Linked DNA regions of Drosophila melanogaster: region 2 is linked to region 1. The links are chromatin contacts, called in public Hi-C maps. All regions are on one chromosome and are shown on one strand. The core of a region is the stretch at or near the end of the contact, and the rest is flanking DNA. Distances in the headings are between cores, read along the strand shown. Region 1 holds the start of rin (rasputin). Region 2 holds the start of flfl (falafel).

The links. A called contact is a pair of places that touch in the nucleus more often than the background predicts.
Region 2: a contact with region 1 is called in a Hi-C map of the Kc167 cell line, with 2.0 times the contacts expected there. A contact is called at or near these places in 20 of 107 Hi-C or Micro-C datasets (the Clone 8 cell line, the D17-c3 cell line, the Kc167 cell line and 6 more) and 1 of 7 datasets of targeted methods (the Kc167 cell line).

The regions. Positions count from the first base shown.
Region 1 is chr3R:13,642,551-13,649,662 of dm6, forward strand. It overlaps rin (rasputin), which reads left to right and starts at 4,454. Exons shown (of 4, transcript NM_169533.2): 1 at 4,454-4,650; 2 at 6,368-7,112. The coding sequence starts at 6,519. sqd (squid) reads right to left here and starts at 3,754. Exons shown (of 7, transcript NM_001260159.2): 1 at 3,203-3,754; 2 at 619-659; 3 at 279-553; 4 at 1-205. The coding sequence starts at 3,369.
Region 2 is chr3R:13,680,928-13,688,039 of dm6, forward strand. It overlaps flfl (falafel), which reads left to right and starts at 2,994. Exons shown (of 10, transcript NM_142047.4): 1 at 2,994-3,223; 2 at 6,643-7,048. The coding sequence starts at 6,937. omd (oocyte maintenance defects) reads right to left here and starts at 6,283. Exons shown (of 9, transcript NM_142046.2): 1 at 6,245-6,283; 2 at 2,100-2,389; 3 at 1,260-2,035; 4 at 860-1,204; 5 at 538-802; 6 at 56-477. The coding sequence starts at 2,206.

The DNA.
Region 1 (7,112 bases), core at 3,204-5,703:
CACCGCGTGGTCCACCACGCATACCGCCCATCATCTGGTTCTCCGGCTTGGGCGTCGCACGCTTAACATCGACCTCCTTGCCGGCGATCTTCTGCTTGGGCGTCTTCAGCAAATCTGTCACCACCTGCTCCGAATCGAAGGTGATGAAGCAGAATCCTTTGCGCTGCGACTTTTGCTTGTCGAATGGCATCTCCACCTCGACGATCTTTAAACAAAAAGAATTTAAGTAAATCATTATTGGCAAATTCCAAAAGGTCTACCGCTTTAGGGTTACTTACATTGCCGAACTGTCCAAAGTAGGTCTTAATCTCCTCATCGCTGATCTCTGTGGTGAGGCCGCCGACAAAGATCTTGCCGTGCCTGGCCTTGGCCTTCTTGGGATCGACCTTCTTGCTGTTGATTATGTGCTCATCCGCGGCGCTGACTTTGTCAATGGCCTCGGTGTTTGTAAACACGATGAAGGCGAATCCTCGGGACCGACCGGTCTGGGGATCTGTCTTGACATTGATGCTCTCGATCTCGCCATATTTGCCGAAGTGATCGCGGAGTTCCTCTGAAATAATAGAAAAGCAACTTGTTAGCATTTGTTTATTTACTTCGTTTTAGTTTTATACTTACTCTCAGTCGTTTCCCAGCTCAGACCACCGACAAACAGTTTCCTGCGAAAGTTTAAAGATTAATTGGTTAGATTGATGGTATCTTAAAACATTTCAATATAGATTTAGGGAAATATTTTGGTAGGAAAAGGTTTATCTGGGAAAATCAGGCACGAAAAATAGGTTGTGTTTGATGCGCGAGGCAAATACTTTCTTAATTTACTTTAAATTTTTTCTTCTCTTACTGATTTTCGTATTGGCTGCAAAAGAATTTGATGACTGGGCAAGAATACAAAACGAATAAAAAAAACTCACCAAATTTGAAGTGAAAAATTGCTTTAGTTACTGTATTGCAATCAAAGAATTGATCGGATAGTGTCAAAATACTTGCAAACTCGGAATGAGCGAAAGAGTTCGAGGAGCGAGCGAGCGATCGATCGAGAGACACAAAACGAGCGAAAGATATAGATATATAGTATATATAAGATATGCAAGAGTGAATTATTAAGTTTTTGTTTTGGGTATGCTTAAGAGTCTTTGTCTGTACAAATAACAATTAACAATTAGTCTTTATTCAATAGGATGAGAGAAAAGAATGCAAAGGTTTTTATGCTGGATTGTGGTTAGTTTTACTTTCTTTATTTGGCTGTTTATTTTATTTTATATTTTTTTTTTTTTATAAAAAGGAATGTTGAAAAAATATGCAGACACTTATAGTTTACTATGATGTGTACGTTACTCATTGATTTCTGGACTTTTTGGAAAGATATCTCATCGTTCTCGGCGGATTCCCGGCAAATTTGGAACAGTCTCATCACACGGCGGCGGAATTTCGATTGCAATTTAGTGATTTGTGCTTCTTTTTTGTGGCAATTCGTTACGTTACATTCGTTCATTGTGTTTCTTTCTTCGGGCGATATATAATGTATAGTTTTTGAGCTTCATAAAACAAAACGAAAAAACTGCGAGTCTCTTTTTCACTCGGTCTCTCTCTGTCTCCGATTACTTGGTACTTTTTTGTTTTTCTTTTTTTTTTAGGTAATTTACAAGTTATACGTTAAGAGATACAATACAATATATACTCGTATACAGTTTACATATGGATCCAATTTTAAATCGAGATTATTTCTTGATAATTTTGTGTGTTGATAGTTCTATATATTGGCTGACTGACTGATTGTTTGTTTGTTTTAGTTTTGGATAGATAAATACCATCAGCATCAGTATCGGCGGAGCGGAGACTTTTGGAGACTGGAGTGTGGAGAGGGTTGCATATCCTCCAAGTATAAGTCCGCCGAATCCGAATCCGAATCCGTAACCGTTTGCCGGGGGCAGGAATACGAATCCAAATCCATATCCGAATCCATATCCGTCTTGAGCATAGCTTAAAACCCTGACCTGGGGCATTTCACTTCTCTCAAAACCTGCCGGAGAGGAACAAGGTTAGTTCGCTCACAAGACAACAGGATAAGCTATGATTTTCGATTTAATTTCTCCATTTCGTCCTTCTTCCTTTACGGGGAATAATCTGCATCTGCTTCGTCAGCGCTGGTTTCGTATTATCGTTTAAATGTACAGTATCGTGTGACTTAAGATTAAACTTAGATATAAAATGATCATAAAGGATGGGCAAATGAAGTGTACGCTAGACCTAAAAACCAAAACGCAGGGGAGCAAACAAGAGGACCATTCTACTTGATCATCATTATCTCTATGCTTTAATCCATCAAAATTATTTATCATTTATAATTTACATTAATTGTTCGTTAAATTAATATTTTGGCGCCTTGGCAACTCCAAACAACGCCGGCTGTCGCTCTCTGAGAGTAAGAGCGCGCAAAAGAGGTGGCGAGCGAGCGAAGCCGGCAAGCAAGAGAATAAGTGAAAACTGCAAAACACGCACACACCTACAGAACAGCGGGCGTTAGGTTGGTATGTATGCCTGTATGCAGCCGCCATTTTGGGTACAAAACTGGAAGAGCACAAAATAACAACGAAATAGCCGAAACAAAGAGTAATGCGAATTAAAAAGAATACACTGACAAATACAAACATAACTTTTTCCAACGTTTTTTTTCGCCACATTTTTTGCAAGTGAAAGGCAACCGTATGATTTGTGTTCGTATGCGTCACAGTGTGTCTGTGGGGCAACGTGGGAAACAAACATAACCTCACAAAGGGGAGAAAATGTGCTCCTAGCTTAAGAAAACTCTGGTTTTCATTGCGGAAAGTGCGTGTGTGTGCAGGGGAAAACGTTGAAAATTTTCCATGTCTCCCGAGACTGTGATGATGCATTTTGGCCCGAAGATTCTATTAATATGACTGAAGTACAGTCGCACCGACACCTCACACACACACACTTAAACACACTCCGACGCACGAGCGCAAGCGAGAGAGAACACAAAAGGGGTCAGACTTCCCCCGCAGAACCCCGTAAAATCCAATGAAACTCGACCAACGACGTTAGCTTTGCATTTACGTAACAGAGTAGGCAATATACACTATGTAGAAGCAGAAAATCTATGGGGGGCACATGATCATCGGTTGCCCGTTGCAAAAATAAAAAAGAACAAAAAAAAAACGTATCCGCCGGATAATGGACATACCTGTCGTCGTCCCGCTGGCCGGATGCGGCCGATTGGTTGTCCGAACTGCCGTTGGTCGAGCCGGCGGCGCCCGCATCACCATTTTCAGATCCCGGACCGTCGGCAGTCACGTCCTTGGTGAAATCCTCGCCGTTTATTTCTGTATCCACTTGCTTGTTCTCGGCCATTTTGTGTGTTTTCGACTGATCTACTAATTTCGGGGGCTAGGCAGCACGATATTCGTTTTTTACGCAGAGCCGGAGATTTTTATACACACTCGCCAAAAAGTCGCGCGTACGAATGAAATGACGACCGGAAAATGATAAATGCAAACGACAGCGTGTGTATATGGGTGCGGCGTTGCCACCTTGATGTTTTCCCAGTCAAGTCGATTTGGTATTATTTTGGTAAATATTTGTATTGTATTTGCTTGCTCTACCTGGAGATTGTTAGCTATACATTTGCCAAGGATTAAATTGGGATTTTCTGTACGATACCACCCCAAATAAGCCTATATAAGGAGCTAAATGGGCGCGTGACTTGTCTGCTTGCAGTATGGCAGCTTTGATTTATACAATGTACACACACCTATGAAGAGAAAATGAAAAGAATACCAAAAATTTTATACAAATATTTTAAAGCCCAGTTTACACAATGGACAAGTTACTTGGTTTATAAATTCATTTTAGTTGTATTAAAGGTTTAAATATTTAAATAAATATTAAGTATTTCATAAACATTTATAATTTTATAAATATAAAAAATACAATGTTCATTATTTACTATGTGTTGGGAACGAAAACAACATTTACATACAAAGAATTGTTTAAAATCGAATTTTCATATTAACTTCTTATAGGCTGAAACATCAACAATATTTTAAATCATTTAATTGGTTTATATTAAATATTTTTATTTTTTGCAAAAATTTATACAATTTTCATATTCGGATTTCCCAACAGGTTATAATATAACGTTATTATGGTTTTTATTTATTTGCTATATAAAATGTTTCCTTTAAAGAAAGGTGTTTCATGAGCTTACTCAAAAAATCGGAAATGGCTAAAATGAAAATAAGTTTTATAAAACTATTTAAAAGAAACTTAGCGCCCCTAAAATGAGCTTAATTGAGCTCAAATATGAAAATATCAAATTCATCAAAATATTCTATGGAACATACTAGATTAACCACCCCAAAAAAAGAAGTGTGTGCACACCCTTGGAAAAGCCGCCATCATTCACACACCAACACACGCGAAACCAAGAATAAAACTGTGCAGAGGCAAAAAAGAGGAAAAGAGGAACGAACGTCGGTTCTCTTCTCGATTCAACACACTTGTCCAATTTCATTGCGTTTGCGATTATTTTCTACTCAAAAGCCACAACATATGCATCGTAACTTAATTCAACAACAACTGTGATCGCCAAACATCAGAAAGCAACAAAAAATACACGTCAAGAATTGCCAAGTTAGTTATTCTCAAAAAAAAAGACAAAAAGAATTGCAACAAACTAGACTAGTGTGTGTGTGTGAGCGAGTGAGTGCATTGGTGTGTGTGGCTGTGTGTTTTGTGTGCAGCTTGCAATTTTATACTGCATTTCATACGTTTCGACTATCGTTTTGTAAATTAAAAAAACCGCATAATTTCAGCGCTCCACTAAGAAATCCAACTCTCCCCGCCCCCCGCAGGAAGATAACAAAGAAAAGTGCTACAAAAAGTGCCGATTTTTCGGCAAACTTCAACCCAAAAGCAATACACACTGTGCATTACAAAAAGGAAAAATAAAAACGAGGAAAAATATCGCTTAAAAAAGGTGAGCCGGCGACGGCCTCGTGTGCGCGGTCTAGAAAAACTAGCATTTTCCATTTTCAAAGGGGTGGCGCATACTAGGAAAAAATCAACATAAAAAATGCTAAATGGGCGTATATTTTATTATTGCGGCAGGGCTCTATCTCTTAAATTTTTTTTTTTACCATTTTAGCGGCTTTTTTTATTATCGCTTGTGCATAACCTAAAAATGTACGAAAAATTTTGTTTTTGTACATTTTTGTTTAAATGCTGCTCTTCAACTATAGCTTTCTTTGTTCTTCCTACACACGCGGTTCGCAAGCAGAAATAGAGTGGGAAAGAGAGAACCCGAAAGAGCGGCGCGTTCATAACCGAATATGTGTGCGTGTGGGTTTGCCGCAACTCATTGTGCATTTTTTGTTTTATCGGCAAATGTTTATGGCTAAAATGGGGCAAAGGACACCTGCAAACATTGATATTTACTTACACCTTTTAACGCTATTTCAAGTGTTTTTGCAAGGCAGCAATTTGATATTTTGGCCAAGCTGGAGTTCATTGTATGCGGCGCCACAACCTTGAGACCCGAACATAACCTCAATTTAATTCATGCTCCTCGCTTGGCGGCTTCTTTTTTTTCTTTGCCAAATTGTATGAGGTCATTTACTCGCGCACACACACACACGTGCAAAGTTCAGTCAGCCAGGATCGCAGGCATAAAAGCTGGAGCACGTGCAGGGTTAAATGTCCTGCGACGGCAAGCAAATTGGAATTTTTCCTGACAGCTGCACTACACCAAATTTCCCCTTTTCGCATGTGCAAATGTGTGTGGGCCCCAAAAGTGGGTCAAACTGCAGCGCGCTGCGTCTGTTTTATATGCACTGCGGTAAAATGAGCTCCCTGTTTTGGGTGTACAAACCTCCCCCCCTCCCCGCCGTCCTTGTGACCAAGCGAAACTCTAGATCCTTATTGGAGAGCACAGCAGGGGTCAACACTTTGGTAGTCAGTCACATTTCTCTAGAAATTTATGTAAAAGAAGCACAGATTGATTTAATGGACAGTCTGAAAATCCAATTAAATTTGTTTCTTATATTTGCGTGTTTTACCGTTATCAAGCCTTAATTCTCCAAATTAAATTTACACGTGATGAAATTAACTGATAACACAACTAGTGATTCATTATGGTTTCTATACTTTTACCGGCACAGGTATGAATAAGCCATCTTTGAACACCTTTTGGAGATTGTAAGAAACAGGGTAGCAGCTTCCTTTAATTTCAAATTATCAGATTGAAAAATCTACACAGTCGTCTAGGACTTTTGCCAACTTTTCTTTTTTTTTATTAAAAAAACCAGACAGATTTTCATAGTGCGCGTATATTTTTTGCACTATTTCGCAGACGTTCCCACACTCTCAATCGACACAGATCAGCCACCGTGTCGATAGATCCGAGCAGCAGCTAGAAAGAAGGGAAGCAGAAATTGGAAGCGGAGACAAAGAATCCGAGTCGAAGAGTCCGTAGTTCAGAGAGGAAGAATCAAACGCCAGCTATGGTCATGGATGCGACCCAATCGCAGCAGCCTTCGCCGCAATCTGTGGGACGCGAGTTTGTCCGCCAGTACTACACGCTGTTGAACAAGGCGCCCAACCACTTGCATCGCTTCTATAACCACAACTCGTCGTACATCCATGGAGAGTCCAAGCTGGTGGTCGGTCAGCGGGAGATCCACAACCGAATCCAGCAGCTGAACTTCAACGATTGCCACGCGAAGATCAGCCAGGTTGATGCCCAGGCCACTTTGGGCAACGGTGTGGTGGTTCAGGTCACCGGGGAGCTATCCAATGATGGCCAGCCGATGCGGCGTTTTACCCAGACGTTCGTTCTGGCCGCTCAGTCGCCGAAGAAGTACTACGTGCACAACGACATCTTCCGCTATCAGGATCTCTACATCGAGGACGAGCAGGATGGCGAGTCGCGATCGGAGAACGATGAGGAGCACGATGTGCAGGTCGTCGGTGGCACTGTGGATCAAGCTGTGCAGGTGGCCGGCGATGTAGTTGCCCAGCAGCCGCAGCAACAGCAGGCTCCTCCGCAGCCACAGGCTCAGGTCGTGGTGCCCCAGCAGGTAGCTCCTGTAGCGGCC
Region 2 (7,112 bases), core at 1,744-4,243, 37 kb after region 1:
AATGAGATATGGTTAATATATTGAGGCAAGGCTAAGGAACAACTATTGCGCTTACTCTTCTCGGTTAAGCCCACAAAGAAGTACTTTACGCTTAGCGTGGCCAGCTTGAGGACTAATGGAGTGCGCAGGACAGTTGTCCGGCTGCCGGCTTCAATGTTGTTCAACAGATCCACAATGAGATGGGCCAAGCGCATGCGGGTAGCGTCCTCATCATCCACCTTATCTTCTCCCGGCTCCAATTTTGTGCGCTTTCCGTAATCCTTGCCATTGCACAATTCATTGTTGTTATTGCTATTTTTACTTTGCTGCGCCCGGAATTTATCCGCTATCCGCTCGGCGGCATCCCTGTCTATCCTCAGGACCAGTTTGTTAACGGTGCAGTCGAAGATTTGAAGGATTTTGGGAAGACATTCGTTGAGGGCTTGGTTCAAATGCTGCGCTTTGATGTACGGAGCCACATTCTTGCTCTTGTGCATCCTGATGGAGATTATGAATTTGAAACACTAATTATATGTATCTAACAATAGTAATAATTACCTGGCAAGTATGTTTAGGTTGGAGAAAGTGTTAAAGGCTTCTGTGGGTGTGCCCGGCGGAACTGGCAATCGATTGTTAACTTGAACATCCAACGTGATGTCCTCCAAGACCATCTTGAAACCTGGCGTGAATCCCGGAAAGTTAACCATGCCGCTTTGTCCGCCAAGTAAGCGAATTAATGCGCCAATGCCATTGGGATTTTGAGCATACGACTTCTTTAGAAGTTGGGATATAGTTTGGTAGTAAATATTCGGGTGCTGGGATGCTAGAAAAATAGTTCGTAAAGTCTGCCATTTCAATATCTGAAGAACTTTCTACTCACAGACCACCAGCAGTAATCTCACCGCTGTTTGCTGCTCGAAGAGATTGGTGCTGAGGCAGCTCTTCCACAGCATGTACTTGGTTTCCTCATAGGCCAGATCGGCCAGCAACGGGAAGTTCCGCTGGTTGAGCACCCACTGTTCCAGCTCCTGCATCGAATTGTCCAGGAAATCCTGACACCAAACATACTTCTCGGCCATTTTGGCTGCCGTAAGGAGCAACGTCGCTCCACGCTCGTTCAGGCGCAGCACGGCATTATTCAGCGTGGGCTGCATACCGGCAAACATTTTGTTGCTCAGCCACAACGGCGCCTTCTGCACTATCACCTCGCACATGTCCTCGGTATCTACATGACATTGTGTTAGAGAAATAATATATCTCTTTATTCAACCAGTACTTACAGATTTCGACTAGCACATTGACCAAGCTCTGCAGGATCGTGTCCGAGTAGTTGGTGGTGATCAGCAGGAAAGGAACAACGGCCACGTCCAGCGGCTTCTTCGGTGCGAATCCCTCCCTAAGCATCTCACGAAAGGCTGCCCTAAGGTGCTGTTCGTGGCACGAGGTCATATAATCGAGGATGCCCGCCTCCGAATCCAGGTGGCAGCGGTAGTCATCGACGAATCGCTTGATGCCGCACTGTAGAATCTGCATGATGATCTTGTAAGGGAAACAGCCGCCCAATCTCGCCACAATCCAGTCGAAGGTCATGGGAAACCGGTGAAAGGCATTGAGCATGATCTCCACGCAGGCCTCCTCCTCCGGTTGGGTTAACTTTCGGAAACAACTATTTATAAGGGTCATCAGCCCGTGCATGGCGCTGCACTCCAGCCAATAGTTGCAGCTGGCCGTGATGGTCATCCGCCGCTGGGTGTACTTATCGGACAGCTTGGCCACTAGTTCCAGACTCCAGTTGGCGATGAGCGGCGACCAGGCGGGCGGTCCCTTCCACACCAGACTCTGCAGCGCGGTCTTTACCAGATTGAAAGCCTCGTATTCCGGAGCACGTTGCTGCTGCTGGCGATTCCCGGCCAGCTTCACCTGGGATACCGGCATACCGGTCTTTGGGTCGGCCATCTCCGGCGACACATACAGCTGCACACTGATTTCGGCCAGCAGGGCGAAGTATTCGAACACAATGTCTCGCGTGGCGGGCAGCTCCTCCAGGAATCCCAGTCTGCAAATATCCATGGAATTATTTACTACGGGCATCATTATTAACCACCGCGGTTGCTACTCACGCGAGCTTGATGAGATTGGGGCTGGTCAGCAGCTGCGGACAACTGTGCCCATTGCTCACCGTCTCTATGAAGTGCTTAAGCTGATCCAACAGGTTCTGGCGCAGCATTTTGTCGTCCTAGGCATCGGGAACGCAGCACCGAAGTTGGCCAAGTGAGCAAATGCATCGCAGCAGCGGGTCGCTGCGTCTTTCACTCGGAATACCAAAACGACGGGGCACAACTGCAGGCATTTGGAATCCGCCGCCACCTGGCCACACTAAGGCGGCAGAAAATTCGAAATTCTTTAATATCTGAAAATCATAAAATTAACAGAATAATAAATATCTTAGCACTCTAACGTGTCATTACATTCATTATAAACTAGCACCTGAGATTAGTTTAAGATGACACTTTACATTCAAGTTAAATTAAGCTGGAAAAGATTTCTAATCGGAATTATGTGTTTACTACAATGCTAACTTTCGAATCGAGGATGTAATTACTGAGTAATCAAACTGTTTGCTCTTTTTAATACTAAGTAAACGTACTTATAGCTCTATTTTCTAATTTTATAATATTTAACGTGTTTTTGTTTTAAAATATTATCGTAACAGTAGGGAGTGCGAAAAACGGTAACACCAAAACCCAGTTCGTGCATTATTGCACACTCTTTTGGGGCGAATCAAGAGCGAAAGACAACATGGCGTCGAAGCGGCGAATCTGTCTCGCAGTTTGTCGTGCTGTTTGCTTTTTTCTGCTCTGATTTGTACAAATATTCATTCAAGGTGCTCCAGTTTTGCCAAGTATATGTTAATAGAGTACCATAACAATGGTGGCGTCACAGGGGTGCTAGAGTTCGATATCGATAACAGCTCACATTCTCGTCATATGCAACTATCGCTGTACTCTCTGGCCGAGTATCGATACGCAGATATTATCGTCGTGGTCAGACCAACGCTCTAGCGTCGGTCCGCGGAAAATAGCGAAAATTACAATTATCCGGGAAGATATATTGGTCGAAAACTAACTCGTGATCCCCCAATAAATATGCGCAAGAGAAAATTGTATATAAACTGATCGAATGCAGCCAGCGTGCTAAGCACTAAAAGCGAAAAACGCCAGAAACAGAAACAAGGAATTGCAGCGTGAGTGTATAACTTTTTGGTTTTTGCCCCCGCGCTCTTTCTCTCTCTTTGCTGCTCTCTCTCTCCCGCTCTCTTTTGCCCTCTTGCGGCTTCTGTGTTGTCTGCGTGCTAGTGTGTGTGTGTTTGAATTTTACTGTGAATGTGACCGACGGTGTGTTCTCACGTACTCCGTGGATGATTTGCGGCCTTGCCAGGGAATCGGACTATATATCCCGGCAATAGCCCATATTGGATCCCGATTTTGAATACAACTCGGCTGATTTGCTTCTTTCAGTGTCTCCCCTTTTATCGCACTTTATGCAACAACGCATACCGTCGTGTTGAATTTCCTCGCTCTCCGCTGTGTGTGGTTTGTAGGTGTGCGTGTGTTCGAGGTGAGTTAGCCGTCGTCTGTTTTTCTTTTCCCTGCGTTTTGTGTGCGTTTCAATGAAATGCAAAATCGCCAGCGAATATCGCGGAAATGCGCTGCTCCTAAATATTATGTATACATAAATAAAGTATCGAATCAAAACAAAATCGGCTTGCAACAACAACAAAAACATTGCAGAGTGTGGGTGGCGCGTGTAGCGATCAAAATTGCGTGCATGTGTAATGTGTGTGGTGGAGAGACGGCATTTTTCTTTACCACACGCCTCTTCTTCTTTCCCACAATACACTGCAATTTTTGCGATTCTGTTTTGCGCCTGCCATTCGCAATAATTTTATTGAATGAACCGCAAAAGAGACGGCCCAAAAAGCGATGTACTTGCCAGACGTTGTGTCTGTGTGCGTCCAAGTGTCTGTAGCGCGTTGTGTGTGTATCGCGTATGAAAATACATCAACTGTTGGGCATCAACAAAAAAACGGAATCAAAAATTTATAATAAAAAATGAAAGGAAATTAGCTGACTTTGTAATCGCAATCGGAGAGTGTTTACTTGCTAAATTTTCGAGTTCTCCGCCCGTCTCTTTCCCTTCATCCCTCCTGCCTTCACCGCCAATACCACCCCAAAAAATTGCATACATGCACACACGCCTTCGGTTGTGCGAGTGGTTTAGTGTGTGAGCGCGCGCGTATTCTGCACACATTGTCATGCATGCAAAAAACAAGATACGACGCGTTCGCAATCGTTAGATTCCGTCTCCCCCAATTCATGGCGTTTCATTGCTGGGGGCGAAAGTAAGAAGATAACGAAAGGGATATGCGAACCACTTCCTAATGAAGTCCTGCATCCTTAGCTTTTGGATTCCCACCTCTTCGCCTTCTCCTTCTTCACACGGACACTTGCAGCGTTCGCGCCCATGCGTGTGTATGTGTGCGAAGAACAGGAAGAGAGCAGCGAGACTCCAATTATCCATTTACAGTTGCGGTTGAAATGATGGAGCATAGTTGTATTATTTGTATTCACACAATTACCGGTGGTATTTAAAGTCTTAACAATATTTATTAATTTCCTGCTACCTTCCTAAATTTTATTCATAGTTTTAATACTGTACCCAAGTACCTTAAGTTCCCTAATCAGATGTAAACTTGTTGATAGGCATAATTCCTATCTTAGTTTGTATTTTTGTCTACTATAACCTAAACTTAATTCTACTACGAATTTAATTACAACATACTAAGACTGTAATCTACAAACCAAACGAAAATGCCTTGAATAAAAGAGGTCTAGTGATTCATAATACGATTTGCACACGTGTTATTAACTAGGTAGTAGCGAAATAGAGTCAAAAAGGCCACCGACTTGTTCACAACTGTATCTCTTACTAACTTCCCTATAAAAACTAATTGTTGCTGGGGCGAAAAAATACTGCCAAGTTGTCATATTTGCCGGACTTTATTGATGACTCGACTCCAGAGCTCTATATTTCGCACACAGATTTTCTCTCGGCACTTTTCGCAACCTTCTGCGGCCGCTGGTTATTAATAAAAATTAATAATAAACGAAATCTGTGGCGCTGTGCGGCACTTGGACACACTTATGTACACATGAGCATTCTCGTGTTTTTCGCAGCTGATTGCGTAAACGAAACCGCTCGCTACGTTTGTTTTGAATTGCTACTTTTGTTTTGGTACCGATTCAGACTTGGAATCCGATTCAGTTACAGATTGAGATTGAGATTGAGATACTCAGGCTCTCCGCCTGGGCTTCAATTCTCCTGCGGGCGTTATCAGTGGCCTATGGCGCTTTATTGGAATTACCATGGAAGTGGGAACTTAATCGCTGTGCAAATCGCTTCGAAACAGCGCAGCACGCATTTTCCCCGACGTCTTGCAACCTTGGGCGAGTGGCACTGCGGGCGGTGGGTGGTGAGCGGTTGGGTGATCTAGAGTGACGTAAATATTTGTGGTGGACAGTCAACATTGAGGTGGCGCTCTTCAACGATGACGTAGCTTTTGCCACTTCTGTTTACTCGCACATTATTTCACACACTTCTCCATTGATTTTCGCCGTGCAGATAACGAAATAGTGGACTGATTGTTAACTGTGTATAAATGAAAATATGGGTATGATATGTGTTTATTTACACTTTTTTTCTGTGTACGAGAATGGTTAGATTACTCCCCTTCCTCGTTTTGAGTCACCCGCTCTCTGGCCCTCGCCGCTGTTTGTTTTCTTCGCGCGCGTGTTTGCTCTCGCCGTGGGGCGAAAGCGCAGCGATAATAGTGGCTCAGATATAGTGTATACTATATGTATAGTAAACCTACTCATACCGAAAACCCCATCGCACAGATACGGATACATTTACAGATACACGCGCGCACTGCGGAAGGCCTAGATCTAATGGAAAACGCTAAATGTTTGTAAACAGACCGGGCACATTTCTTTTCTTTTCTTAATTATTTTTTGCATTTCGCATTTTAGTTGGCATGGTCTTCTCACGGCTTCTCTCTCTTCACACATCTTTCTTCCGAAAATACACTCACACACACGCACACCGAACGTAGCTTTCACATTTTCATTCATCGCAATCTTCGCCATGAAGTGTTGCAAAGGCCCCAAGATAAGATATAGGATGCACTTGGATACCTTAACCTCACCTTTTTGCGACAATAGCACACGAATAATCCAATTTTTTGTATGACGTTGTTGGGCGAACAATTTTATAAGTCTTGGAAAGGAATTTCTGTGCTGTGTTGATACACAAAACAACAAAATAATAAAAAATTATAAATGGTATTGAACTACTGTACTAGTGAATAGTTTGAACCAGACTTTAAATTAAAGGCAATTATGATGTTGAAAATATTTAAGTACCTTTATGCATGCATATAGTTAAAATACAATTTTTTAGATAACAAACAACATATGCGTTTACTGTCATTAAAAAAGGGATTATAAAACCATAAAAAAAGGATTTCGAAAAAGTAGTGTTTTTTAATATTGTATGATCTTTGAACGTTTTTTTTTTTAATTGTTTTATTTTCCTAACTTGCAGTGCAGTCTCGTCGTGCGCCCATCCCAATCCCATCAGACCCCACCCGGCGTTGGAGTGCAAGAATAACATGGATATAGAAGTCAAGCATAAAGATTAGCCGAATCCTTTGAATTTTAAATTCAAGATCCTAATTTAAATTAGCTAAGTAGCATAGCCTAGCCAATAGTCCCTAGCCAGAGGAACGGTTCCAAGCCGCAAGCACTCGCGTTCATAGTCCCGATCGAAATTCAAACGAATCCCAAGGGCACCAACAGCGTGTAGAACCGCAGAAGCACAGCAAGGAGGAACATCATCATGACGACTGACACCCGCCGACGCGTCAAGCTGTACGCGCTGAATGCGGAACGGCAATGGGATGATCGTGGCACTGGCCACGTGTCATCCACCTATGTGGAAAGACTAAAAGGTGGGTTTACGAAATTAATGAAGCCTTGCGAAGTGATTTAAGTTTCCTATTGCTCACTAACAAC